7 separate regions of the Mus musculus genome follow, and all the other regions are linked to region 1. A link is a contact called in public Hi-C, HiCAR-type and promoter capture Hi-C data. All regions are on one chromosome and are shown on one strand. The core of a region is the stretch at or near the end of the contact, and the rest is flanking DNA. Distances in the headings are between cores, read along the strand shown. Region 1 holds the start of Hey1 (hairy/enhancer-of-split related with YRPW motif 1). Region 2 overlaps Il7 (interleukin 7). Region 3 holds the start of Snx16 (sorting nexin 16). Region 4 holds the start of Zfand1 (zinc finger, AN1-type domain 1). Region 5 holds the start of Pag1 (phosphoprotein associated with glycosphingolipid microdomains 1). Region 6 holds the start of Pkia (protein kinase inhibitor, alpha). Region 7 holds the start of Impa1 (inositol (myo)-1(or 4)-monophosphatase 1).

Region 1 (3,110 bases), core at 399-2,898:
CATGGAGAGGGAAGCAGGCAGTGAGCCTTGGCTTGACCACTCCTAAGCTGTGTGGTGGGATATGTGCACTAGGAAAAAACAAAGCCAAGATGGAGGGACCTCACCTTTTCAGAGGAGCTGTGAGGGCTGAGGCTCTGAACAGTAGGGTGAAGTGCAATGAGAACTTTAAAAGGACCCAGGATGTGGTCTAAAGTGTGTGGATGGAGAACTGGACCTGGGAACTCGGTTTAGTCTGCATTTATGGAACCCATCATGTCTAGAAACAGAATTGCTTGCAAAGGTGTTGAGTTTCTTTTATTCTTCTCAACGGTTATGAAGTTTTGCTTCATAGACGGGATTGCAGGCTCCAAGAGTGGGGCAGGATAAAGACTGGGCTTTCTCCAGGTTGTCTACTTCTGTGAACGCTGAACTAGGGAAACAATCCATAAGATTTAAACTATTTTTTTAAAGTCGCCCTTCTTGGTGGGGGAGAGGGGAGAGCGGTGTGCAGAACTTCATATAGCACCCCAAACGCCCCTCCCAACTGAGACCAACGGGTGTGTGTGTGTGTCCGCGCGCGCGCGATGCGGGCCAGAAACGTGCATCCTCGCACAGATGATCGCACAGCCTCAGAAGCAAACACCCAGGCCGCCACCCTGTCGCCTGCTAAGAGGATCTGGCCGCCAACACTAGGGGGAAGGGAGGACAAAAACAAAACAAAACAACAGCAAAAATCCCAACATAATGAATGTCTCGGGGGATAGCTACTCCTCCCTCAAGCTAACCCAGAAAACAAGCGCTCTACTTCCCCGGAAATGACATGCATAGGGGCATGCATTTCGTCCCAAAGCTGAGAAGCCTTGCAGGATTAGCTTTAGAGGCTCCTAGAACCCAAAAAGCAGCATCCCTTGAGTCTCTCAGGCTCTGCTCCCAGAGCTGGTGGCCACCATCCAAAGGAGCGGCGCCCCAGGCGACTGTTCCTGTAGGACCCGCCAACTACGCCCGCCTCCAGCCGCGGGGCACCGGCAGCAGTGCAGAGAACGGGACGCGGGCGGTGGCTTCCGGGGCCCGCCGGCGCCCGGACTCCGATTACAGGTTCACACCAGGAGCCCGGCAGGCGCGCCCTCGTGCAGCCCGGCTCCCCCGCCTGGCTATTCTTCTCCATTCATGCAGCCGCCCAGAGCAGCCGCCCAGAGCAGCCGCCGCCGCCGCCGCCACCGTCGCCGCCGCCGTCGCCGTCCGTCCGGATTGGCTGGCGGCCGGGGCGCCGGCACTTTCCCACGGCCCGCGGCGCGTGCGGCTCACCGGCGGCGCTGCAGGCGCGGCCCTGGCACACGGCCAGGCCAATCCGGGCGCGCGGGGTGGGGCTGGGCGGGGCGGTGGCTATCGCCGGGCTGGTGTCCCGGGCCGGCCCCCCATTTCTGCCCGCCGCCGGCCCACCGCCGCCCGCGGCCCCCAGCCGAACTCCTGCGGAGCCGACGCACTGCCGCCGGGCAGGGGCGGGCTCCGGGGGCGGGGAGCAGCCAGCCTCGGCCTCCGCTCGTCCCGCCCCCATGCGGCTGCCAATCTGCGCAGCGAGGCGCCAATTGGCCGGGGCACGCGGTTACCCGGGAGCCGTGGCCCCGCCCCTGCCCCAACCTCTCCGCCTTCCCCGCCCTCCCCCTATCCATGGGAAGGGGCGCAGCGTGGGAAAGGGATGGTTGAGTTTTAACCGGAGACTGAGCGTGAGTGGGATCAGTGTGCACGCACCTCCCGCAGCCGAGCGCTGAGCGGCCACTGCAGTTAACTCCTCCTTGCCCGCCGCGCGACCCTCCTCGGAGCCCACGCTCCGCCACCATGAAGAGAGCTCACCCAGACTACAGCTCCTCAGATAGTGAGCTGGACGAGACCATCGAGGTGGAAAAGGAGAGCGCGGACGAGAATGGGTGAGTTGGCGGCGTCCGACCGATCCGGAGCGGGAGGAGAGGATGGGGTGCGCTGATGCTGGGTTCCCTTTGCCGGGAGTCGTGGGCCGGCAGCTGCTGGCTGGGAGCAATCGTCCCCGAGCCCTCCAGCTCAAGTTGCCAAAGAAATCTGGTGTAGGAGGGCTCTCCTTTCCTTTCTCAAGGCAATTGCTTCCCATCTTACAGAAACTTGAGTTCGGCGCTGTGTTCCATGTCCCCAACGACATCGTCCCAGGTTTTGGCCAGGAAAAGACGGAGAGGCGTGAGTACCCCCCCCCCCAATAATTTAAATATATATGCACATTGTTATATTAATTAATTAACTAACGGAAAGAACCACATTTCTTCTCGTTGGAATGTACAGTCATAACGTAAATGCCCTCCTTTGTTTTTGTCTGCTTCCCATAGATCATCGAGAAGCGCCGACGAGACCGAATCAATAACAGTTTGTCTGAGCTGAGAAGGCTGGTACCCAGTGCCTTTGAGAAGCAGGTAATGGAAGTATGAGAGCGCTGAGTGTAGCCATCGGCACCTTCTGATTCCCTCCCCTCCGTGCTTCTAACCTCATTTGTGCCAAGTCGTTGGATGTTCTTACACAAATTCCCACAGATTTTGTGGATATACGTGACTTTTGCTTTTTTTTTTACGTTTGTATTTTACATGTATGTATATTTGTGTGCATATTTTAAGTTCTCCAAAGGCACTTGTGTCAGATAAGCCTTTTGTCTTCTTTTTAGGGATCTGCTAAGCTAGAAAAAGCTGAGATCTTGCAGATGACTGTGGATCACCTGAAAATGCTGCACACTGCAGGAGGGAAAGGTATTCCTCTCCAGTTCAGCTGGGGCTTTGCGTGCTCGGCGTGGGGGGTGGGGGTGGTAGCAAGCGCAGTCTGGGATTGGTGCAGTCCCTGCCTGCTTTGCTTTGTGGGGTGGGGAGAGCAGTATGTGCTTGCCAGCCAAGTGCACCTTCAACAGCACATGGGTTCTTGAGCAGTGAATACATCACCCCAATCCTCTTTCAACTGAGCTAATGCACCTTTCAGCAAGCGCCTGTCTCCCGGAGCTCCTCCGGTTGTGACAGCCCTGATTTAGGTCAAGTCACTCATGTTTGTCTGTTGCTATTTAAGAAAGGATTGGGAAATGGCTTATTAAAAAGAACAACTAGATAGTCGGAATTTTATATACAGAT
Region 2 (2,861 bases), core at 192-2,691, 1.1 Mb after region 1:
CTTTCTTCCTTCCTTCCTTCCTTCCTTCCCTCCCTCCTTCCCTCCCTCCCTCCCTCCCCCTCTCTCTCTCTCTCTGTCTCTCTCTCTCTCCCTCTCTCTCTCTTTCTTTTTTGAACCAACACGTTTCTAGTAATTGCCTAGAGCAGTCATGAGAAGTGGATTCATTCTCCCATAAAGTGGAGGCATTGCTAAGTAATATCTGAACAATATCTAATCAACTTTAGCATTCATTTATAAAGTCAGAAGTACTATTTGTTGATTCCAACAAATGTGAATAAATTAATAATAAATGAACAAAGCATAAGTAAAGTAGAAAAATTGGAAAAAGAATGATTAGGCCCAAAGAGAAGGCTTACTGGGTAGAGGTACTTATGTGGAGGCCTGCAGACACAAATTCAGTCCCTGGGTCTCACAAGGAGACAGAAGAAAACTCTCAAATGGTGTCCTCTATTTTCCACACATGTGCTAGTGTAAGCACACACCTGTACTCTTCTACATGCATGTACTAAATAGATTTTACCTATAAAACCAGTCAAAAATGCTAACATTTTTTCTTATTCTCCCTAAGAAACTAACAGAAAATGAGCCTAGATTAATATCAGAGAAGAAAATATGGAAAAATTGTGAGGTCTTTGCATTTTCAGGGAAAAATAAAGACTGAAATATAAACTTGTCATTAGTGCCTTGATAAGTAAGCATATGTAAGATTTTGTAGAAAACACACATAAAGCAAAAAATTAGAGGATAAATACACTTAAAAAGTGATGAAGGTATAGAGGTATAACTGATACAGTTGTTTGGAAGACCTTGGAACTTTGGACAAGAAAAGTTGGTTAAATAATAAGTGGGGCATAATGGGCCTAGGTCATAAAAGCATGAAAAATAGTGCTGAGGACAATTTGGACTACATAGGCACTGGTGAAAAGAAGAGTATCAACTGGATTAGAGTGCACTCTCCCTATACTTTGGCAGAGAATGTGGCTACTTTCTGCCAACAAATCCACCTGTGGTAAAATGGAATTTTCTACTAATATCATTGGCAGAGGAGACTTCAAGACAGCCTAATATTAATTGTGCCAAGTAGTGATTTTATTCATTCTTATGCACATCTACAGTGAAGAGAAACAAACAAGACAAAGAGAAATTCAAAATGTAAAGTTTGGGGAGAAAAAGAGAAGCAAGACATTTGGTACTGGAGCTTATTCATGGAAGAAGCTTAAAGGCCTGATGCTGGATAGAAAAAAGGGAGTAGAAACCTCTGGGCAAGACCCCAATAACCTAATCCTGTGACCAAGGAAAACAAAGACCTGAAAGTTTTCTTTGTCCTAAACAACAATGGAAAGCTTATGCAAATGTAATTCAAGGAGGGGACAGGTTCCAGCTCCAGCAGGCAGGAGAAGTTGGCAGCTTCAGCTATGTAGCTTTGGCTTTAGAATTAAGTGGGACACAGGAAAGGTATTGTGGAATGTTCCACGGTTTAGGAAAGCTATTACTAAAGTAAAGGTTCATGGCAGTAGGTCTTTGCAGGAAAGTCCAGGAAAGCCATTGTGTAAAGCTGTGAATGTAAAGGATGGATTGTGATGGAGATCTACCAGTGCTGGAAAAGTCACAGTATGTTGTATCTGCCAAGGAGAGAAGCTCCAGGCAGGATGTGGAACCAGCCCAAGATTGTTAAGTGTGTTTCTATCAGCAAATCTGGGAAGTGTGGGAGATATGAAGAGCTATCTACTCAGCCCTTTGACATTAGGAGTTTGTCCTACTGGATTTCAGCCTTGCTTTGGTCCAGTGCTTCATTAATAAGTTCCTGCTCCTCCCCTTTGAAATGGTAATGTATATTCTGTACCACTGTATGTTGGAAGTATGTGGTCAGCATTTTGCTTTTTGTTTTTATGGGGTTTTACAATTAAGAAATAGGCTTAAGTCTCAAGGACACTCAGGACTTTGGTATTGTAAGCTGTCTTGAAAATAAAAGACTATGGAGACTTTTGAAGTTGGCTGATGCATTTTACATTCTGATATGACTAGAAGCCTATGGGGGCCAGGGAGCTGAATGTAGTAGTTTGAATGAGAATGGCCCCATGGTCTCATGTATTTTAATGTTTAGTTCCAAGCTGATAAAATTGTTTGGGAAGGATTAGGTGTGGCTTTGTTGCAGAGATGTGTCACTGAGGGAAACTTAAGAGTTCAAAAGCCCATTCTAGGCCCAGTCTCTGCCTTTGTCTGTGGATCTTAGTTAACATTCTACTGCCATGCCTGAGTGCTTCCTGCCATGATAATCATGGACTATATCTCTAAAACTGTAAGCAAGCCCCCAGTTAAATAATTTCTTAGAGTTACCTTGATCTGGTGTCTCTTCACAGCAATAGATCAACAATTAACACAAGAAAGTTAAGTATGTAATAGAAAACAAACAAACAAACAAACTGCAAGGTGCAACCTAATGAAATTGAGACCTTTTCTAGGAGCAATTCACATCATAGATCATAGTGATTTGGACTTTTATATTGTGGGTTTTCCATATTTATAATAAACTGGAAATATGTTTACATGAACCAACATGCCTGTAGGAATCTATTATTTTGACATGTGTTAAATCAAGAAGTTGTTTTCTTCTGTTATGAATTCATATTCTGGGCTGCTATTGATAGGTTTGCTTCAGAAGGCAGCCGTGACATCTTACATGTTCATGTCAAAGGGACACTATCATCATACTGAAAATTAAGTTTTCATCAAATACTTGGCAAACATGCAGAAAAGCTTAACACTCTCTTTTGTAGGCATATGAAATCATATTAGTTTACCACAGCAATAGCCTAACCAACATCAATTTTCAAATATTGTTATGAAATTTGTTAGAACAC
Region 3 (3,161 bases), core at 45-2,544, 1.8 Mb before region 1:
AAAAGTACACAACACAAAAGTCAGAAAAATAATCTTATTCTGTAAGCTGTGTAAACAGTTCATTTCTATTGTGGACCACTGCATAGAGTGTAAACTAAAAGTCTATAAGTAGGAACCGGCCAGTATATATATAGATTATATTGTATATATAGATTATGTTGTAGCCCTTATCTGACAACACACAGAATGTTCTTCTTTGATTACTAAAAATGTCTAGTTATCTCCTGAAAGTAAAATCTAGCCATTTATCAATACCAGAAAATATGCGATATATACATATGTATATATGTATATGTTTGTATATATGTATATCCTGTTATGTTCCACTCAATAATCTGAAAAAAAATTACTCAAACAGTTCCAACAACCTTTACAAGATCTTCATCTTTCTTCAAACTATGCTACCTGTACACTCTTATTTCTTGAGCGCTTTTCTTTCCTTGGCCCCTGGAGCCCTATTAAGAAAACTATTCCAAGGTTCATTTTTCTTTGCCTTACTTTTTTCTTCCCTTTATTCAATTATATTAATTCAAGGACAAAAAGGGCAATTTCATCCTGAAAATATCTTTATGTTTTCAACGAATTCTGTTTATCTCATACTTATTTCTCCAATAAAAGCTACACCTATGTCAGAAATCACATTATCATTTTGGAATCACCACTCTCAATTTTCCCCTTCTAGGTATCGCTCCAAAGCCCTAGAAATCATTGAATGATCTTTAAATAAGACAACTCGATTGTACTGACAAATGGTTCTGTAAACTTTGATATATAATATTAAATAATAGTGTTGCTGAAACACTAAAGGTTTTCAAATTAGCAAATCTAAGCAGCCTAATACTGTTTTCACTTGGGCTAAATTCAGAAATTCAGGCATTCAGGAATCTTTACCATAGTCCTAAATTACAGGGACAAATACACAATAAAATAGTGTTCTATCTGCCTACTCTTCAAATCAGTTGTCAATCCATCAAAGAAATGCTAATTATGGAAAATGACTAACCTTCTAGACCTCCCCCCCCAACCAGTGATAACTACAAGTCCCATGATGCAAAGCTCTAGCCCGAACTTATGCTAGCCAAAGTGCCTTCTGGGAATTGAAGTCTTCTCTTCATCTACTTGGCAAACTAGATATTGTAGCCCCATTTCTCAGAAACTCCCTAGTAATAAAGCCTGTGGAAAAAAAACTGTCGATTCCCTGTGATAAAATTAGATTTGTTCGGGCCACTGCAGAGACAGGGACCAGCAATCCCAGTGTGGGCCTCCGGGGGCGGTGCCGTGCTGTGACGTCACTTCCTGGAGCGGCATACCTCCCCCTCCCACTCGAGGCCGTCCCTTCCCTCGGTTCGCGGGAACCTGGCTGGGTGGCTGTGCCCAGGCACCGAGCGGCTGCTCCGGGGCGGAGGGTCACGTGAGGAGTCCGAGTGCCCGGGCAGGACGCGACCCGCCGCAGTCCAACAGGAGCCGCCTTCCTTCCCCTGACGGCGTGGGGTCGCGGAGCGCGCCGAGGTAGGACGCGGGGACACCTGCCGCCTGGACGGCGGGCGGGCGCGCGGGAGGCTGCGGGGCGCGGGGGAGCCTGGACCCCGCCGCACCCCTGGGCGCGCCTGGCCCGGGAGGACTGCAGGTGCGGGAGCCCGGCCTGAGGGCTCGCGGCCCGCGCGGACCGCGTCGCCCTGCCAGCTTCCCCGGGCCTGCGTTCCGCCACCGTGCTGTCACCCTCCTCCCCAGGTAGCGCGGGAGCATCCTCCTGGGTACGAGGTCAGGCGCCCCCGAAGAAGGCGACACGCCCTCCCTCCGCCGCTCGGCGCTCCCGCGGGTGGAAGTCCCCGGGCGCACCCCGAGGCCGCCCTTGGCAGCCCGGGGCCTCAGGTGGCAGATGTCAGAGGCCAGCGCCGGAGCTACGAGAATCCTGCGCGGTTCTTCTGGGGAGGTGCGGGGTGGGGGTCAGGATTCACCCAAGGGGTGAGTCCGTAGCTCAAGTTTCTTGAATGTTCCACAATAAGGAAGGTTGCACTGGCCGCGTGAGGTTAGACACCCTGTTTAAACTTCCTACATCCAGAGGGGACAGCTTGCTAAGAGGACAGTAAATAAAGTTGGGCTGGTAGACCCCCTGTTGCTGTGTATAAATAGACCTGTCATTTCTCCTGGTCGCTACTTAACATTTCTGAGTTTATTACTTAACGTCGTAATGGTAAGTCATTACTTCTTTATTCTACAAAATTATTCAGACATACAATATAACCATCTTTTGGACCTTAGGTTATTGAGAATGAATAATCTAGAATCAAAAAGCAAAACTTTTAATGATTTAATTTGATTGACTGTAAACCTGATACCTTCCCCCCCCCTTTTTTTTCGTTAACTTTACCAAGTTTGCATTTGAAATATATTTGATGCTAAGTTTAAAAAAAAATGTTACTTTCAAGACAGTTGTTGCTGGCTTGGTAGTACAGGTGTGTATCCCAGCACCTATGGAGGCTGCAAGATCAAAAGTTCAAACCTACCTAGGCTACTTACTTAGCAAGTTCACAGGCAACAACCTTGTAAGACCCTGCCTAAAAATTAACATATTTTTTAAGGAAGAGGTTTAGAATGCATGCATAGCATTGCAAATCTCAATCAAAGTAAAAGAGCATTCCTTAGTAATAATCAAACTTCGGACTGACTATGATTAGCCTGTGTAAATCCTTGGGAGTTTCAGTAATTCTATAAAAAAGTAAAATGAATGACTTTTTTCCTTCTTCTGTTCCTATGTTGCATATAGTACAACCAGGACGACAAAACTTCTCCTTCTGCTTCCATTTTTTGAGTGGGAGTAGACAGGAAATATGTTTGAATGTATGTTAGGATTAAGTCCATTTAAAATGAATATTGCAAAAAATAAAGAAAAGTAGACCAAAGGGAAAAAAAAAGAAGAAATATGTATATCATAAGGGTCAAGAAAAGAGATGTAAAATAAGTTTGTTCTCCTAACCATGTAAACAAGAGTCCACAGAGGTAAATCAGATTACAGGATGATGTTACCCATGTCTTCATAGGTAATTGAGTGTCACAAATTAAGAGAAGCACTTTCTTTTCTATTGGTTTGAGTTCTAGGTTGAAGTCTAATTCTTCAATATGTCCTTCTCATTTTTAGATAGTGAATTCCTAAGAAGAAA
Region 4 (3,264 bases), core at 539-3,038, 1.7 Mb before region 1:
GAAGAAGGAGTCAGATCTCATTGTGAGTGGTTGTGAGCCACCATGTGGTTGCTGGGATTTGAACTCCGGACCTTCGGAAGAGCAGTCGGGTGCTCTTACCCACTGAGCCATCTCACCAGCCCGAGAGCTCATGTTTTTAAAAAAAGTTGTCATGACTAAGTATGGAGGTAGAGGAGTTTCTGATTCATTTATCACTGGAATTTCATCAGTGAGGATATATTTAACAAAGGGGTTGAACACAAATAGATGGAGAGATAGATTTTGGTAAATAATATCTAAAGAAAAAACCAGAAAAGGAGACTCGGGGATAGGAGTAGCTAAACTTTAGTCTTGGGCTGCTATGAGATCTCCAAGAGCTGAAAAAGAAATGTTCTGATTGGATTGGTGGGATATATATTTGCCATCTATTTAGAACATTCAGTCACGGTAACATTCTAGAAAATCTACTGTTGCTTGACTGTACCAACATTAGTAAAACGTAAGTTGCTGAGCCTTAGATTCAAGAAATCGCAAGGGCTGGGAGTTAGCTCTCTGAAAAAACTGTTTGCTGCCCAAGCCTGTGGTGTCTGTTCGAATATCCAGAATGCACTGAAAAAGTATGGTGTGTGGCAATTGTATTCACTTTACTCTTCAGGAGAGCATTTGAGTACCCTTAAGTCACATGGGAGACTATTCAGGTCTGCAGCTGATTGTCACTCATCCACTCTGATTGTGTCCAGTGTCTTGTCAGTAGAAAGACATCCCTTCCTACCCCACCTACAAGGCAAGGCCTCCCCTTAGTTCTAATGAAGAGGCTCGTCAGACATCAAACAGCTCCCTTCATCCTATGACCTAGGAGCTTGCCTCTGCAGTGTGCTCTCCTAACCGAGGAGCGATGTACACTTTAGTTGCATGTATTTTTTTTTTTCCTTACTAGAATTTTAACAAATAATTAAAAGAAGCCTTTAAATTAAAAACAAAAGCCTAATGCTTTCATGGTGAGGGCATTTACTTCAAACTAAAACATCAAGACAATATAGTAATCAGTGTCCCGGTACCTCTCTTGATTGCTATAACATTTTTTTTTTTTGCTAGCATTCTTTTTTTTTTAATTAGGTATTTTCTTCAATTACATTTCCAATGCTATCCCAAAAGTCCCCCATGCCCTCCCCCCACTCTCCTACCCACCCACTCCCACTTCTTGGCCCTGGCGTTCCCCTGTACTGGGGCATATAAAGTTTGCAAGACCAAGGGGCCTCTCTTCCCAATGATGACCGACTAGGCCATCTTCTGCTACATATACATGAGCTCTGGGGGTACTGGTTAGTTCATATTGTTGTTCTACCTATAGGGTTGCAGACTCCTTTAGCTCCTTCTTGCCAGGTCTTTGTTGGCTCCTGGGAATACAGTTACTTAAGAAATCAAGAAATCTTCGTGAGGGAGTTCTCAATTTTGGAGACTCAATGTAGAGAACAGCGAGTGCAGTTTCCAAAAGAGGAGCTAGGTTTTTCTCAAATTTGAGCCCGAGAACCTCAGCTACAAGAATTGAGTTCTACTAAGTCTCTTCTCTTTCTGGAGAGTGCTGGAACCTCCAGGAAGCGCGCAAGTGTCTTCAAGGCCCCGCCTCTCCTGTGGGCCCCGCCCCGCATGCTCGCCTCGCCCCATCGCGGAGTCCCGCCCCACCCCACCGGGGGTCCCGCCCCCGAAAGCCCCGCCTTGCCCCACTACAGGCCCCACCCACCTCACAGGACGCCCCGCCCTCGGTCCTGCCCGCTCCGGACTGACGTTCCCAGCGCTGCCCCGCCCCCTGCCCTTGCGGCGGTGGAAAGATGGCGGAGTTGGACATTGGGCAGCACTGCCAGGTGCAGCACTGCCGGCAGCGAGGTGACGCTGGAAGCCCCATTTTCATCCGCGGGAGACCTGGGCCGGGTTCTGACGGCCGGGGCGGTGGCGGCGGGTGAGGGAGGACGCGGGGCGTGAGCGACCTTCCAGGGTGATACTGGTGGTGTCTTTGTTACTGTTCCTCGGTGTAGGGGCGAACTTTGTGGCTCCCTTGGTTTGCACGCAGATCCCGAATGCACACCTTGCAGACTCCTCGGGGTATCCAGATGGCCTTGCTCAAGAAGCCCTGGTCGGCGAAGCGACTTAGATCAGGACTCCAGTTCCCCTCGGTCCTTACCATTGCCACCGTGGAGCATCCACTTTCCCAGGCTTTTTCTTGATTGATTTTTTATTTTTTTGTCTGACAAATGCGTTGAAGAGCATCAGTTTTCAGCAGTGTGTTCGCAGGTTTTTAGACGTCTTGGTGTTTCTAATATTAACTTAAGCTATTAGTTGCAGATCAGTAAACCACATTTTAGGAAGGTTTAATAAATACTATGGTAATGGTAGACCTTGTCATAAACATAGGCCCTGGTGGTATGCGTCAAAGTTCAGGGTGTTTAGACTCCTATAGCCGGCAAGTCCTTAAAGCGTCAGGCTCACAGTCTGTTAGATCGCACTCCAAATGTGAGCAGAGGGTTTCCTCATGCTGCAGCTTCTGTTAGTTCCTAACAAGGTCTTGAATGCAGCTCTTGGGTTTGGCCTGGATTCCTGCAGTAGGTGATGCCTGCACTAAGCAAAGGCAAGACAGGACGTGTTGTTGTATATGTCCTTTACCATTCACTCAGCAGATCAATTTTGTTTTTGTTTTTTGGTTTTTTTTCCCCATGTAGTCCTTTCCTAGGGAAGCTTGGCTATTTGAATTTGACTGTTAAGTTATATACATCTTGTCAGGTTGATTTACTAGTATGTCTAAATATATCTACCATCTGTGATATAGCTCATCCTTTCCAGTTTCACATATCTGTAGTGTTATTAAGATGAGGCCTATCTCTTGGACTAGCAGAAAGGGGGTGCAGTTAAGTAGGGATATGTGATGCTAAGAAATTATTTTAATCATAACTCTTCCTCCTGGGCTACCTTGAATGGCATATAATACTTGCTTGAACCCTCTAAGTCTCAAAATAGCAAACACAACCAATTTTTCCCATTGAAAGTGACATAATGGGCCAGTGACAAAGTCTGTAATCCAAACCTCGGCGTGTGTCTCAGACAGGAGCATGGCTGTAGGCAGGACCCTCATTCAGAGGCACTAGCCAGGAGTAAGACAGACCCTGCCTCAAAATCACAGTGGGAAGAGAGAACTGATTCCCGAAAAGTTATCCTCCACCCTCCATTTGTGTCAAACAAGAAAACACAACACACACACACAATAATAAGAAAAATAAATCTAAAAAAGTATAA
Region 5 (2,972 bases), core at 102-2,601, 1.2 Mb before region 1:
GCCTTCATTCCCTGAGTCGCTGCTGTTGCCAAACATTTTGTCACAGCAATGAGAAAAGTCACTAGTACAGCCTGGTGGTGAAATCCAGACCTTTATAAGTTCTCAAACCAACGAACCTCTCACCGTCCTCTAAATCCAGCCAAGTTGGATCCTGCATCCTTATTCTCAAAGTACCTTTCCAAGCTGAAGACTGAGTTTAATATCTCCTACACATCCTCCTCTGCAACGTATTAACATTCCTTTCTCCTTTACTCAACTCCCTATTCCCACCCCTTTGCTCCTAATGAGCCGTTTTTATCCAGCCAACTTCACACTACCTGAGTGAATGTGTGTATGTTTAATATCACTCGTGCCTGTTCTTCCCCATTAGAGAAAACAAATGAACTTGTCAGACAAATAACTGTTTGGTTTAGAGTTCAGTGGACTTGGCTCAGAAGTCCTGAGTGTCACATCTGGACTGGTTATTTGTTTCCACACTGTCTATCCCCATTTCCGGGTTGCTTGTTTAATAAGTTAAAATTCAAGGCCAACAAAACCCTTGTCAGATTTATCTGCAGCTTGTTCCAGGCAATATTCGAGTCCTCCCCACCCCACCCCACTCCCCCACACAATCTCCCCTCCCACTCCCTCCCCCAGTGCCCAGTGGGTGAACCCGAACCATAGTGGATACGCCTTGGAAATTCCAAGTTAAAAGCATTTTCACCTGATTCTCAGGCAGACCCACACGCCAGTAGCTGCTCTGGGGTCTCTGTCCTCGTAAGTGGCAAGGAAGAACAGGGTGTGGGAGGCTTGCAGCCCTGGAATAGTCTTGGACCCTATTGGAATAGGGATTCCCCATCCTCCAGACCTTCTGAATGTGCGTAGGCAAGTGTTGTATTACCATACAACCAGCACATTCTCTTGGGGAGCTTTGGGCAAGGCTATTTACAACCTACATACCTGGGCCCCACCTCTCAGAGTCTCCTGTGTTTACTTTGGAGTCCAGCCAGGACAAAGGGCTCCTACAAGCTCCTCAAGTTCTTACTCTGCATCAGATCAAAGTGAAAGGTGTCCTGCAAATTGCAGTCCTTGAAGGTTAAGCAACCATCTGGGTTAAACTTGACCTTTGCAGGCTGTCCTGGGACCCTAAGGCAGTTCCCCATAGACTGCTTCTTAAGGGACAATGGGCTAAGGAGACAACCTCAGTCACAGAGTTTTTGGTCACCAGCCCTGATTTTGCGAAGCTCCAGCTCCTTGCCCTGCAGCTGGCAGCCACATTAGCCTCGCAGCAACCCCCCCCCCGACCCCGCCCCACCCTTCTCGCTCCGCCCAACCCCGCCCGTTGGCACCGCCCCCGTGACGTGCCGCAGCAGTCGCGAACATGCGCACTGAGTCCCGCGCGCTGCTCCGCCTCGGCGCTGTCATTCTCCGCGGCGCGGCGGCCAGTGCGGACTGCGGTTCCCGCCCGGCGCGCGGGTGCTGTGACTGCTCCTCCGGGGCGGACTGGTGACTCTGCAGCGCTCTGGAGCCTCTCGTGCGGGGACTCCGTGGTGTCGCATTCCCTCAGAGAGGGAGACACGCACCCGGAGCTCCGAGCACAGCTCTCAAGGGCTGGCGGCCACGACGGCGTTTGCTCGGGTTCCCGGTGCAGTCCGAGTCTCTGCGGCCGCCCGGTGCGCCCGGGAGAGCGCACCTCCCCCGGCACGGCAGAACCGAGGCGACGAGGATCAGGAGGGTCCTGCGCCCGCTACCACTGCCCACCGCGGGCCAGCCCGGCTGCGAGCAGCGGAGTTGCAGCGCTTTTTAGAGCTCTGGAGCCCCAGAAGACCTCTGCGAACCAGTAAGTTGACTGTAGTTTCTGAAGTTTCGGGCAGCGTGGGAAGGACAGGTTCGTTTTATTCCTGTGGTTCCAGGCCGAGGTTTTACCTCCCGTTAGCGGGGCTGCGGCTGGAGGAAGGCGTACTGGACTGTAAAGGATGGGGCATGGCATTCGAAGACTCAAGGCTGGAGTCTAGGGCTGGCTCCTGCCTCTCCCGAATGTGCCAGCTGGAAATGTGCTAGGGGAGACAGGTGCTCCGAGGGCATTTGGCCCGCCGCTAAATTGCACATTCTGAGCTCCTTGATTTTGCGCCGCGTGGGGTCAGGGACGTCAGCCACCTCCATCCTAGGAAGCTCTGCCTACATCCCCTCCATCCCCTCGGAGGACTGGCACAGAGATGAGAAGCTGAGACATTGCTGCTCGGGCCTGCAGGCTTTCTGCACATCCCACTTCACTCTTCCCTTAGGCAGAAGTTGCCAACCTCCCATAATTGGAGCCTAGCCCTTTAGGGAAAAACAACTTATGTGTCAAATGAGTGTTTTGTGCTCCAAGGCATAGAAAATGAGAAAAGTGCTCTATGCGTTTTAATTCATATGCTTTAAGAATGTGGGCAAGTCTCAAAGAAACAGGATTCCGAGGATGGCTGAGTTGTCCTGCATCTCTTATGTAAGCCTCCTGGCTGGGTACCTTTGCATCTGCAGGGGCTGCATCTGGGCCTCTACTCACTCCATTTTTTTTTTCAAGTCCAGCTTGAGCCGTATTTAATAAAAACGTTGACATGATATAGTGGTTCGTAGTCAGAAACAGGGCAGTCTTTAAATTAGACTGTCTTCTCCTAATAGGGAGCATGGGAGGAAGAACTTGGTGTATTTTTTTCAAGGCAGTTCAAGGAATTAGATACATAAATCATGCTTTAAAATACCATACATTGTACAGAGAGCATGCACAGAACCCTCTTTAGAACACATCCCCTTTTGTTTTAGTAAAAGTGGAGATTTGCTCATACCAGACAATTGTTGAGTCTGAAAGTGAAGTGCACTGATGGCCTTAATTATCTTAATAAACAAAGAGCATGATTTATAGGTAGCTACAGTGGCCTACTTTGAAGGGTAGAAATCTTTAACCTTTCATTCTCAGCTGCCCCTAGAGATTCCTTTTAAGCAGAGCAATGGAT
Region 6 (3,012 bases), core at 123-2,622, 1.3 Mb after region 1:
TCTTACCTGCTTCATATCTTACTCAAACTTATGTCCCCAGCTGAGAATAAGGGCTTGAGCTGGGGGTGGAAAGGGTAGTGGGTGGGGGTAGCTCATGTGTGTGAGGGTATGAGGAGCCTGTACATAAGGAGACAATCCTGGGCATGCTCAAATAATCAAAGTCTGAGATTGGGGTCACCTTGGCTTTCTGTCTGCCAACAGGAAAGCCCCAGCTTAGGGTTACTGAGGAAACCTGAGGCATACACACTACTTGGTTTTGGAATGGTTACACTAAACTCTGACAGCTAATTTTCTTACACCCCAGCTGAACTAGAAATATTTGGAGAGACTGCCGTTTCCTTTTCCTGTACCCATGTATGCAGAGAGAACAGTCTGCATAGCCCAACATATTCTGTTATTCCACTCAAGCAAGCCTTTCGTTAGCCAACCAGGGTGACAGCAAGAAAAACACTTCGGGAAAACCATGTCTGTCCGGAGCTGAAAGCGGGACGTTTATTCCTTTGTACAGCTACAGGGGTGTGTTAAGGGAAACCCTCTGTGAGGCACAGCCCTTCTTGGGTCCTTAATGAACTCAGTCATGGAACTGAAGAAGGGAAAAAGACGATGAGATACAGCATCTCTGAAAATCAATGAGCTGATTGGCAGAGAAGATGGAAAATAAAGGTAGAAGTTGCCAAGTGCAGCCCACCTTAGGCAGAACTCGGGAGGGGAGCGAAGTTCTCACTGCACCCTGACTCCCAAAGGAACTGTATTGAAGCAAGCAGGTGTCATGACATTGAGATGAGAGAAGAAACACACAGGTATCACACCAGAGATGACAGAGAAGCAAGGAGGACGTGTAGGGGAGAGATTACGGATTACTGCCCTAACTGCTTCAAAGGACACACGCCTCCCAAGCCTGAGAAAGACTGATGGAAAGTAGAAGACACAAAGGTTAAATGGACATTCAGACGGTTTTACATTTCTAATAGTCATCAGTGTTTAAACCAACCTGCTACGGAAATGGCTGGTCGCCTTTAAGAGCTGGGGGCTGAAAAGCCCCTTTGTTTCTTCCGAACACCTCTTTTCCCATTTCAATTCAAGGCTAATCAACCTTTCACTCCCTTGCTCCATTTCCCACTGTAGAATGCAGCGGGTTAATTCTTCTTTCCCGGATCCTACAAAGCTAGCCCCAACCAGGCGGAAAGCCGTCTTGGATCGGAAAGCGCGGGTCAGCGGCTTACCTTCAGGATGGAGAGACGCGTCCCGGCTGCCCCTGGCTGCAGTCCTGCCCGCCTGGCCGCGTGTGCTGGGCTCTGGGCTCGCAAGGCCCCCGCCCCACCTGCAGCTGCAGCGGCCGCTGGCTACTCCAGGCTGGCTGCATGAAGTCATCGCCCGCCGGAGCAGCGCACTCGGTGCGAACCGCGGGGGGAGACTCGCCGCTCTGTGTTCCAGGAATTGCGTCTGCCAGCTGCACCCGAAAGACGCTGCTCCCCGGAGTGGAGGCTGATTTTCTCTGACCGATTTTACACCCGCAGCATTGCCGGATTGTGCAACAAAACAGAAGGGGCAAACAGACCTTCTTTGCAGAGAGTCCTTGATCTCCGCCCTCCCCTGTCACTATCGCTGTTTGGATAGCTCCATCTGACTGTGTAGGTTTCCCACCCTCTCCATCTTCCTTATCAGTACTGTTCATTTCGCCGAATCTGAGGGATGATTGTCTATTGAAATAAACAGTCATATACTCCGAAAATATTAAAATGGGCAACCGGCCTTTTTAAGAACCCTCATAACATGAGTCATTTGATTTTTAACACAGAGTAAAAACAGTTATGAACGCTGAAGATTGTGGACTTCCATTTTCTTGCTATTGTGATAGAATGGGGTTCTTCCAACCCAGTGAAAGGAGGAGAGCAGTGAAATCACCCAAGGACACTGAGAAGGGTCATTCCAGGATTTTAGTTCTGTTTGCTAGTGGACAGATGCGCATCCCAGCTCTCTCCTTGTACCCTACAGTCCTTGCTTTTGGGCTAGACTGCCTGGGTGAAAGCAATAATATTTGAAAAAACAAGAGGCAGATTTCACATCTGCAGATACCTGTAACTCCCAAGGGATTTCTCAGAATTTCCCTTGGTGACAAACTAAGCATGGATGCACACAAGCCTCTTGTCCTTGCTTCCTTAAATTGGCTCTCCCTCCATGCGTCTGTAAGACCCGAAAAGCCTTAGGTCCGTTATGTCCCACACTCACAGAGACGCAGAGACAAAGATTGATGCAAAAAACAAGAGGTTTATTGATCCAGCATGCTGGGGTCATCCTGAAATCAGGATAGAAGCAACCCCGAGTAGCTAAAGCACACACCTTTTATACATTCTTAAGAGCAGTTTTCAGTCACAGTTTAGCAGTTTATCATTAGTTAACCTTTAACGGCATTAAGGGGACAGACTTAAGGACCGGAGACATTGAGTGGGTTTTTCTAAACAATCAGAGGACTATCTCTTAGCGCACCTTGCAGTGAGGCAAATTCTGGGAAAAGAACATATTTACTTAACTTTTTACAAGAGTGGTCATTTTGAGCTACCACAAATCTTGCACATCTCCTTTTGCTTCCTTCCAAGGTACTGGCTAACCAACAGTTAGGTGATTGGTAGTACAAAGGGCGAAAGGCAGCTTAGGATTTTCTCTTTTTGGTGCTTGGCCAGGGTTTCTTTTCCAAGCAAGTCATTTCCAAGCAGGGAGTTTCCTTATCACTAGTATTCTGCAGTGTATGTGCCTCATTCCTCATATCTTGGCCTTCCTCGTGAGCATCATTAGAGGTTGCCAGTATTACCCTGGGAATCTGTCCAGCATAAGGGCAAGGAAGAAACTAAAAGACAAAAAAAACTTCATACTCCTCTATCAATTCCAGAAGAGAGTCAGTAATAGAGCCACCAGAGTTAACAAAAAACAAAATTAATAATTCTGAGAATTATTAATGCAGGATTAATTAGTGCAGGATGTATACACTTGAAATTTGAGACAGCTTAGTGCATC
Region 7 (3,160 bases), core at 311-2,810, 1.7 Mb before region 1:
AACAGGGTTCTGTATTGTGTGACACCAGCCTGCAGTCAGTGCTGCTATAACGGAATCAGAACATCAGACTCCTTTGTGCGCTTGGCTTTCAGCAGGCACTTGGCAGGAGAATGGATTGTGCTGAGTTACCTGACTGTAGCAAGGAAGAAGCAGCAGAGGCTGCAATGAGCCCCATGGAGTCCTGCTCATCTGATGGAGGAAGCTAGCGATCATTTAATGTAAAGACATCTGATACCTGGTCCCTCATCTGTCCTGCTTTGCAATGTCAGGGGAGGCTCTTTCACTCATACAGCATGCATTTGATAAGATTTTTATTTTCAAACAACTGATAATAGAGGACCCCAAAACCAAGCTCTTGAAGGTCTTTTGTGGAAGAGCAAAAAACCATGAGTATGTGATAGACACCCACATCAGTGTCTTAAGGCAGCAGGCTTCAGAAGAGTAGACTCATTTTGTCTTTGTGGGTTTATCAATCCGATTTGCTGTCCCTGCCACTCATCTCTGAGACATGTTACATGTTGTTGATAATTTCTTGTTTTGATTCCTGAGAACCAATCACTTCACAAGTAATTATGCCAGGGCATTGTGGTCATCTTGTGGGTAGGTCATCTGGATAGAGTTCCACTTAAAAGTAACATACTTACCATGGTACTGTTCCACGTGAGGAAACATTTTAAGAACCATAAACTAGCCTTTGTTGGTCATCCAGAGCAAGTGGTTGAGCCATGAAGATTCTCTGCGGATTTTGGAGTCAGGGTGCTATGCTCTTGTTGTGTGAGTTTGGGACAAATCCCCTGACTTCTCCAAGCTTTGTTTTCCTCATCTGTATTGTGCAGGGACTCTTCATGAAACCGTTCTAACACTTATGTTTAAGCACGTAAGAGCACAAGTGCTGTCTGGTGTGGTGGCAGGTGCCTGTAGCCCGAAAGTGGAGGCAGGATGCTCAAAGACTTCAGAAGCCAACCTATGCTACATAATGGAACACTGCTAAAAATCGACGCCTTTGAAAGCGGCTCAAAGACAGGGTGCTTGTATAGTATTTACAAAGCCTATGGTCCTTAGTATTGAGGGCTGCAGGTGCGGAGAGCAACTGCCTGCCGCCGTCAAGTCCACAACAAACAACCTGTATCTAAGTGAATTATGGAGAAGAGAGTTGGTGCAAAAAATAAAAATAAAAATCTCCTTTAGGCTTACAGGTTTAACAAATGAGAGTGCCCAATGACAGTCACAACTCCAATTTAGCTGTAGCCGAAGAGCAGAATGGGAAATGGGAAAATATAAACTAATAAAGAAATTTAACTAATATAATTTATATATAATTTAATATATAATATATAATATATTATATATATTTAATTTCACTAATATATAACATATATGATATAAACTAATAAAAAAATAAACTAATAAAGACAAAAGTGGAGATTTGAAAACGGGATTCTTAGAGAAGAAAGGGTATGCAGGAGAATGCCAGAACACGGTAACTTCAACCGGACCAGCCCTTACAAAGGCAAATTCGGCCCGGCTTACACCTCCAGTCTGAGCGAAGACGTGAAGGCGGGGTTTTAATGGGGCGGGACTTCCTGTCGGAGCAATCCCCGTTACCTCCGGAAGAGCCGAAGAACCGAGCCCTCGGACGCCGGCGGTTGAGCATCGATCGCGGTGCGCTCGCGCGAGGTGAGTCGGTTCTGTCCCTGGCTTCCGTGCAGCGTTATTCGGTGGCCGAGGCGGGGGGTTGTGCGGGCTGCAGACAAGCTCTCCCCATGCTGGGCCGGGGCGCCTGCCGGGCCCTCCTCCCGGCGGTGCTCTCCGTAGCGCTCCGGAAACAGCCGAGCGGGTTCGCCAGGCGGTCCTCGATCTCTGAGGTTCTGTGTCGCAGAATGAGCCCGGCTCTGCCCAAGCCCTCAGGGCTCTACACGGCAAGTTCCCTGGCTCACGAATTTACAGGATTAGGGGTGAACAAGACCAGGTCCGGTGATGTCCTGCGTCGGGAGCGGGGCCTGTATAGGATAGAAACAATTTTAAGTCTGTATGATTTTGTTCCCAAAGTGAGGGTGATAGAATATGACCCCCGTGAAAACAAGTCTTGAAGCAAAGGTCTTTGAAATAAAAGGGTTTATTGAGCCATTAATATATATCAGCTAGGAAATGGACCAAGACTTGGGGCACATTTTGTAAACTACCAGCAACAAAGCTAAAAAAGTGCCTCTGATGAGCTAACGCTATAATTGAATTTCAAGGCACAGGCTTTTAAAGTCTCTATTCTTGCCCCCCACCATGCTCCACAAAGCCAGAACAAACCCCAGAGAACTGTTACCTAATTAACTTCCCTTGTGTCTTCCCTCTTCTGGACCTCTACATTTTAGGGCACCTCAGAAATTTTTATTTATCAGCCTCCTTTCCTCAAGGAATATTAGAACTGATTAAGAAGATGTAGCATGCATTATAAATGACCAAATGTTGCATAGCAACAGCAGTTTTTCTGCAACTGTCTATTGCTTGATATCTGTTGGGTTGAAGATTCGATGGATGGCTTTTGAAACAGTCCTGGGGAGTCAGGAGGTGTTCTGTTCATGTTGTCACAAGGTAAAGTGTGAGTGGCTTGAGGAAGCAAGTGGTGAGGAGGCAAGCCCAGCCCAAGAATGTCCAGTTGTGACAGAATAGAAGAGAGCAGTAAGAACAAGTGTGACCAAGTTTGGAAAGCATTCTTGAAGAGCTGTAAGGAGTTTATTCTATAACTCAAAGCGCCTTTTATATGCTTGCTTGGACGCTTGGATCACAGGAAAAGGCGCTTAGGCGTGAGGGCAAATGTCTGTAATCCCACCAGCATTCTGAAGACTAAGCGAGGATGCTCAAAGCTTGAAGCCCACCTTATATCAATAAGAAGGAAGGTGAAGCCGTAGCCAGCAGCATCTGGTTGTGTCTGTCTGCTCTGTGTCCCTGCGCTTCTCCGTGTACCTGACGCTCTTACAGGGGAAGCACAGGGTGTGACTTGTCCTGGGAAGCAGGCAGAGCGGCCACCTTTCCTGGGCATGAGCACTTCCATGCTTCCCTGGGCTAGGGGCCCACGTTAGTGTTAGTGCGGTCAAGCCTGGGGTGAGTCTGGAGAGGTCAGCAGAAAGCTGTCAAGTCACTTGCTCACATTTCCCCTGCCTGAAGT

What was found. Promoter capture Hi-C pulls out the DNA fragments that hold promoters and counts their contacts. A called contact is a pair of places that touch in the nucleus more often than the background predicts. HiCAR-type assays count read pairs that join an accessible place to other places. Capture Hi-C pulls out chosen DNA fragments and counts their contacts.
Region 2: a promoter capture Hi-C map of embryonic stem cells shows a contact between it and region 1, with 3 times the contacts expected there. The contact joins the enhancer-like site here to the promoter of Hey1 in region 1. A contact is called at or near these places in 6 of 39 promoter capture datasets (the 3T3-L1 cell line, 3T3-L1-derived adipocytes, embryonic stem cells and 3 more), 1 of 115 datasets of contacts at active chromatin or transcription factors (astrocytes) and 1 of 9 other capture datasets (embryonic stem cells).
Region 3: a contact with region 1 is called in a promoter capture Hi-C map of adipose tissue, with 4 times the contacts expected there. The contact joins the promoter of Snx16 here to the promoter of Hey1 in region 1. A contact is called at or near these places in 4 of 39 promoter capture datasets (liver, neutrophils and pre-B cells), 3 of 484 Hi-C or Micro-C datasets (CD4 T cells, double positive thymocytes and regulatory T cells), 1 of 115 datasets of contacts at active chromatin or transcription factors (astrocytes) and 2 of 9 other capture datasets (adipose tissue and liver).
Region 4: a Hi-C map of double positive thymocytes shows a contact between it and region 1, with 15 times the contacts expected there. The contact joins the promoter of Zfand1 here to the promoter of Hey1 in region 1. A contact is called at or near these places in 1 of 39 promoter capture datasets (liver), 4 of 484 Hi-C or Micro-C datasets (CD4 T cells, CD8 T cells, double positive thymocytes and 1 more) and 1 of 9 other capture datasets (liver).
Region 5: a contact with region 1 is called in a promoter capture Hi-C map of liver, with 5 times the contacts expected there. The contact joins the promoter of Pag1 here to the promoter of Hey1 in region 1. A contact is called at or near these places in 5 of 39 promoter capture datasets (embryonic stem cells, hippocampal neurons, liver and 1 more), 3 of 484 Hi-C or Micro-C datasets (CD4 T cells and embryonic stem cells) and 2 of 115 datasets of contacts at active chromatin or transcription factors (astrocytes and pancreatic cancer cells).
Region 6: a HiCAR-type map of astrocytes shows a contact between it and region 1, with 8 times the contacts expected there. The contact joins the promoter of Pkia here to the promoter of Hey1 in region 1. A contact is called at or near these places in 1 of 39 promoter capture datasets (hippocampal neurons), 1 of 484 Hi-C or Micro-C datasets (cerebellum) and 1 of 115 datasets of contacts at active chromatin or transcription factors (astrocytes).
Region 7: a contact with region 1 is called in a promoter capture Hi-C map of pre-B cells, with 7 times the contacts expected there. The contact joins the promoter of Impa1 here to the promoter of Hey1 in region 1. A contact is called at or near these places in 6 of 39 promoter capture datasets (the HPC-7 cell line, embryonic stem cells, hippocampal neurons and 2 more), 1 of 484 Hi-C or Micro-C datasets (CD4 T cells) and 3 of 9 other capture datasets (adipose tissue, liver and macrophages).

Annotation. Positions count from the first base shown.
Region 1 is chr3:8,665,576-8,668,685 of GRCm38.p6, reverse strand. Hey1 (hairy/enhancer-of-split related with YRPW motif 1) reads left to right here and starts at 1,648. Exons shown (of 5, transcript NM_010423.2): 1 at 1,648-1,904; 2 at 2,109-2,184; 3 at 2,331-2,414; 4 at 2,660-2,741. The coding sequence starts at 1,816. LOC115489673 reads left to right here. Exons shown (of 2, transcript XM_030252957.1): 1 at 1-1,462; 2 at 1,608-1,762. The coding sequence starts at 800. The coding sequence ends at 1,748.
Region 2 is chr3:7,578,196-7,581,056 of GRCm38.p6, reverse strand. All of the region lies in intron 2 of Il7 (interleukin 7), which reads left to right. Among named protein-coding and RNA genes, the nearest start is that of Gm16685, 33 kb to the left of the region's middle. Within about 2 kb of position 1,441, at least 11 of the 459 cell types and tissues checked have an H3K27ac peak or open chromatin away from gene starts, as enhancers often do. A contact at or near this core is called in embryonic stem cells and stem cell-derived epiblast-like cells, where this site is marked.
Region 3 is chr3:10,438,263-10,441,423 of GRCm38.p6, reverse strand. It overlaps Snx16 (sorting nexin 16), which reads left to right and starts at 1,294. Exons shown (of 8, transcript NM_029068.4): 1 at 1,294-1,509; 2 at 3,140-3,161.
Region 4 is chr3:10,349,841-10,353,104 of GRCm38.p6, reverse strand. It overlaps Zfand1 (zinc finger, AN1-type domain 1), which reads left to right and starts at 1,788. Exons shown (of 8, transcript NM_025512.3): 1 at 1,788-1,863. The coding sequence starts at 1,809.
Region 5 is chr3:9,832,058-9,835,029 of GRCm38.p6, reverse strand. Pag1 (phosphoprotein associated with glycosphingolipid microdomains 1) reads left to right here and starts at 1,351. Exons shown (of 9, transcript NM_001195031.1): 1 at 1,351-1,819.
Region 6 is chr3:7,364,964-7,367,975 of GRCm38.p6, reverse strand. Pkia (protein kinase inhibitor, alpha) reads right to left here and starts at 1,372. Exons shown (of 3, transcript NM_008862.3): 1 at 1,224-1,372.
Region 7 is chr3:10,329,839-10,332,998 of GRCm38.p6, reverse strand. Impa1 (inositol (myo)-1(or 4)-monophosphatase 1) reads left to right here and starts at 1,560. Exons shown (of 9, transcript NM_018864.6): 1 at 1,560-1,677. It overlaps Slc10a5 (solute carrier family 10 (sodium/bile acid cotransporter family), member 5), which reads left to right. Exons shown (of 1, transcript NM_001010834.2): 1 at 1-1,265.